Regions from separate parts of the Lactuca sativa genome. Here region 2 is linked to region 1. Evidence: chromatin contacts called from public Hi-C data. All regions are on one chromosome and are shown on one strand. Each heading gives the region's core, a stretch centred on a gene start, on an enhancer-like site or on the middle of the called end of the contact. The rest is flanking DNA. Distances are from core to core; before and after follow the strand shown.

Region 1 (2,747 bases), core at 141-2,640:
ATTTCACATTTCACAACATTATTATTCTTTTAAAATTATATTTTTATTTTATTTTATTTATTATTAATAAATATTAAGTTTGTAATGGAAAAGAAATGACTTACAGTGCCATTAACTAAATCCACACCAGAAAGCAGGATGCTATTTCCTTGAATAGACTCCACCTAAATAATTAAATTTTATATATATCTTGTAATGATTATTATTTATTAAACATAAATAATATATGATTCAACTTACTTTTGCAACTGTAAGACCAATTGGACATGGGCGATGTGGTGATCTTGTAGCAAAGAGCCCTTTCTTTTCACCTTTCAATCTTGGTACTCTTACCTTAAGATTTTTAAAATAAAATAAAAAAATAAAATTGAGGGAAATAGAACAAGACATACACATTACATAATACATACCTTTGCTTTCAACTTAGACCTAGATGGATGTTTCCATAACTTTTCAAGATCTGTATTGAGATGAAAAACATATATGATCCAACAATGGGAATACTCTTCAAGACCTTCAAGAGAAGATGGTGGGACCCGCGATGTATCAAATGTCAAAAGTGCCCTTGCAAGAGGTACAATTAGAGGTTGCCTTGGTGTTCCATTCCTGTGTATTTCAAAAAAAATTGATGAATTTATAAGTGAGCAGAATCATTGGGTATTAACATGTCAATTCATGAACATGTTCATAAGAGTAGCACATTTGGGGCATGGCAATTGGCATATTTCTTAATTGAAGCTTTTGAAATGTTATACATTTGATTATGGAATTGTGTTGGGAGTTTAATATTGAAAGAGACTTGAAAATTGTAACAATTACCTCGTAGAGAAACACGATCTGATGATGGCAATAGTAGCCATGGGATAAATCGTCTCCAAGTTCTCCGTTTTAGCTTGGAGCATAGCTTTTCTTAAATCCTGTTCATATATGATTGTTGAAAATTAAAACAAATGAGCTTCGAATTGCAAAACAGGGGACACATTTACGAAATCAAAAAGGGGGTTTGCCGTTTGTGTGGGTTTAACCTGTTGAGCTCTAATTCGGCCCTGCCTCTCAGCAGCACACTTTTCTAATGATTCCTTCAGAGATTTTTGAAGCTCCTTTATAAGCTTATCAACGGAATCTTGCGTTCTTCTCTTACTCCAGTAGTAAACTGAAAGATATCAGATTGAATGATATATTGTCTAAGGAGTTGATGAAAACATGAGAATATGTTACCCGAGACGGCGGCGGATGTAGAAACGGTGGCGAGGGCGAGTGTGACGGATAAAGTCAGCCATTTTGAGGTTTCAGTAGAGCTCGCCATTGACACCATGAACAGTGAGCTCCAAAAAAACGAGGGCTCACTTCATTCGTGCAATATTGATGAAAGGTAAGTTACGAGTATGGACCCTTTACTATATGCTGGTGTCACTTATAGTTAACTGACTTAATTTTACACTTTAACCCTAACTGACTTACAGTTTTACAGTTTTAACTCTGATTTCCTATATAGTTTTTTTTTATGGGTAAAACGACAAAAAATACCTTAACTTTTTTACTAATTTTTATTATTATTCTCAAGTTTTTAGTCTTAAACCAGTCGTTTACTTTTATTTGTAACATATTTATGTATAAAAAATGGATATCGACTAAAATAAACCTAATTTTAGTTTGGATCTAAACAAAAATATCATTTTTTGCGTTATTGGTGAAATGACCACTTAATTTGGAACACCATGTTCTAGACAAAAACGTTTTGTTGGAGTGTTGGTGGATTGACATGAGTTGACATAAAGTTCTTGGAAATCTAACATGTCAGAATTACTTTTCAGTAAGTTTATTCTGGATGTACTTTATCTTGTTCCAAACAAGAGCAAGTTGTTATTAAGCGTTGGTGCATTGGTGGGCTGACATGAGTGACGTAAAGCGATTCAAAATCTGACATGCCATACTTAACTTTTAGCAAGTTCATTACTGGTAACGTTATGAACATACATTTCGAACTATTATTTTGAAGTATGCTTGTATATGTGAATATATATTGGTTAAGGAATAGAGATCTATATCACCACAGATAGAATTTTAAGCTGAAAATGTGTTCGTCCAAAAGATGCACGAATTGAGCTTAATGCGTATGTTATTGAATTTAATGTTTATGTTTTCAAACATCATACCAATCAATATAAGGAAGACACATAACAACACAAATAAATAGGAAATCATTTTTTCCTACACATATAACAAAATACATTACAATGTGCAACATAAACCATAAACTTTAAATCATAACGGAACACAATATTTTCATAAACAATCCATAAACCTAAAACCTAAATTGTAATACAAAACATTGTGTAAGTTTACTTGGTCTAGATATACATTGTTACTTTGCGACCAAAATATCGGAATACACATTCAGGTCCAAAATTTGATGATATGTTCCGGATTATGGCGAATTCTTTTTGAACAATCTTTTGGAATATTTTTGTTATGGCCTCATACATCTAAACAAGGGTGTACTCTTTGAAACCAGTGCAATATAACATGAGTAGAAACGCAATGCAATATAACATGAGTAGAAACCAAATGGATGATATGTTACAGTTACAACTTTGAAAAAACTATAATTTCTAATTTCATGTCCGAATGACACTTCCGACATTCAGAATAACATTGGTAAAACTCAAAACATTACTAATGACAAAGTATATTAACGATATAAGAGAATTATTTGTTGGCATTTTGAGTAATTCATGGTGATTCCA
Region 2 (2,747 bases), core at 85-2,584, 170 kb before region 1:
CCGCCCGGCTTTATGAAGCTCTCCTAGGCACCCAAGAACCCATCCTACCGTTCCATCACCACCCGCAACCTATCATTATTAAACAATTTATAAACCTTAAATTTTTACCTTAAAATTATATAAACTTTGTATATATATAGTAATATAGTAACATTGTACGTTGAAAATTAATTTTAAAGAGTAAAAAGTAAAAATAAATGAGTGTGGGATACGAGATTTACCACAATTCTTAATCTTTCACGGGTTTCTTTAGCACACCCATCGCCAATACTAGCGAGCTTCTCAAGACAACCCAAACCATATTGAATAAACTCATGAGGCTTTACACTCAGAAGGTCAATAACCTGAAAATCAAAAGCGAAATCATTGAAAAAGGAAGTGAAAGAAGTTTGAATCTTTTGGCGTTTGTATATGGGTTATAATATGAGGTTTACAAGAAAGGATTTGAACAGATGGGGTTTGAGTTTTTGATCGGGTCTCGAATTGGTATCAAGTATAGAAATTTCAAGAGCATAATCAAAATTGGTTTTAGTTTATGATTAAAAAGTTCAGAAAGATCAGTATTGATGATGTAATTCGACTTTAAAACCATAAAAATCGTCGATTTTCATGACGCTTGACTCTGACCAGATATGCAAGAACAGAAGATAAGATTTAAAATGAAAGGTTACTGATAAATTAATGAAATCAAGAGAATTTTACGGGGTTTTGAACTGATTAATGGAGTGAATTAGACGTTACCTGTTCTTCCCCCATTAAATCCTGCAACCTAGCCATAAGTTCCGGGCCATAGCGTCCACCGCTCTTGGAATTAATGAAAACAATCAACGGCGATTCAGGGGCGACTTGCGGTGGTTTGTCGTGACCGGTGGTAATGAGTTCGTAATGAGGTTTTCCGGCGTCGATGTCTTTTGATGCAATGGCGTCTTTGATAGCGAGGCGTAAATATTCCGGCATCGTAATCTTCTGCCTCAGCTCCTCCTTACGAATCCGAACCCCAGATAACGACGACCACCCTTTGATCGACTCTATCACAGATGACCTTACGGCTACTTTAGCCACCACCGTCTCCGGTCCCGGCGATTCCATTATTGATTCTCTATTTCTCTCTCTCTCAGGCGACACACGAGCTAACACAATCAAGACAAGACTCGAATATGTTCCTCTTTTAAACCTCTAAGATTATCGTAACCGAATATTCTTACGTGTTGAAAACTTGGAATTGACTTCAGTTATTCTTAAGAGAGAAAGTGTGTGTGTGTGTGTGTGGTGTGGGAGGAATGGGGCCGGAGTCCGGGTGGGTGGGGTTCTGTTTTAGAACGCCGGCGGGAGGGCATTTGATAAATGCCCTTAAGGATGGAATTAATTACGAAAGTGCCATCTGAATCCTCAGGTTCTACGCCCTATAAAGATCCACGAGTTTGAAGTGTATAAATAAGCTTATTTTCATTTTAGACCCTCAACTTTAAGTGAAGTTTCACTTCACTACTTTCTTATAGAAAATGTTTGCTTTCTATAAAACTATGTATGAATCGTTAATAACTGTTTTCAAAACTTCTAAATTCAGTACGAAAAATCACATAAATATTAAATGCGATTAGTAAATGTATGATTTTTCCTTCTATCTCGGCAACCATTTTGCATAATCGTAATTGAAAGCAATGTTATTATTCTTGATGAGAAAAAGACATGAGATTTTGTATAGAATCAAGAAAGAAATCAAGATTTAAAAGGAAAATAAATTTGCATTTTAACGAGATACCATATAGACTTTAAACTTTAAAATTATATTGTAATTATATTTACTTGCATCCATGATTAAATTTACTAAGAGTCTAAGACATGTTTTTGGTTGTGAGATGCGTTTATATACTCAAAAGTATAAATGTGAGGGATATCATGAAGTAATACAAAAATATTAGTATGGCCCCTCAAAAAAATATAATCATTATAGTGTTGCCCACCAAAGCGTAGTGTCTAAAAAAGTTTTATGTGGTGAATATGTAAAATCAACTATTTATTATTGTACATATGTCAGTGTCACAATATATCTTATATAATTCTTCTAACATTTTTACATGGATGTATATCTTATCATATTTTAAATGTGCATAAAATGTATGACAAAGATGGTTGTAATTTCTATTTTGTTTAAATATAAATTATGGATTTTGTTTTAATGAGGAGTTGGATCAATTTTTCTTTCTCAATTTACAATAAAAGCTTATATCACATTGCATTGCACTACTCACAACTAGTGAACTAATAATGTAATAAAAACAAACAATTTCAGTCTTTTAGACTATTAAGCATTAATATAATAAAATAGTTTTATCTTATAAACAATGAAAACAAATTCAGTCTTTGCAGTTAGCTTTCATTGACTTCTTAAACTTAAAGAGTTCTAGAAATTCTTAAGAAAATGGGTTGTTACATTGACTTCTTGAAGAGTTCAAGAAATTCTTAATAATGTTCTATTTTTAGGTCCATTTTCTGTTGAGACCATATCAACACGAAAATATTATATTATTTCATAATGACATACTCTTCACCTCATGTCACTCTGATTAAAGTAAAGCATATAAAAAAATCTCATAAATTTAAGACTTGTTATAAATTTGAGAATGAATGAAATGATATGAATAATAAAGGGAAAATGATACGAATGACAAAGGGTAAACAATTAATATAAATGTGAAGTTTGATCACAAATCTATATAAATAATTATTTGTGACAATGAAAACAA

The links. A called contact is a pair of places that touch in the nucleus more often than the background predicts.
Region 2: a Hi-C map of leaf shows a contact between it and region 1, with 8 times the contacts expected there. The contact joins the promoter of LOC111894800 here to the promoter of LOC111894830 in region 1. A contact is called at or near these places in 2 of 4 Hi-C or Micro-C datasets (both in leaf).

The regions. Positions count from the first base shown.
Region 1 is chr8:101,305,609-101,308,355 of Lsat_Salinas_v11, reverse strand. LOC111894830 reads right to left here and starts at 1,390. Exons shown (of 9, transcript XM_023890925.3): 1 at 1,219-1,390; 2 at 1,026-1,153; 3 at 820-917; 4 at 411-606; 5 at 241-333; 6 at 105-164. The coding sequence starts at 1,315.
Region 2 is chr8:101,475,654-101,478,400 of Lsat_Salinas_v11, reverse strand. It overlaps LOC111894800 (diacylglycerol kinase 4), which reads right to left and starts at 1,334. Exons shown (of 12, transcript XM_023890898.3): 1 at 742-1,334; 2 at 222-344; 3 at 1-69. The coding sequence starts at 1,089.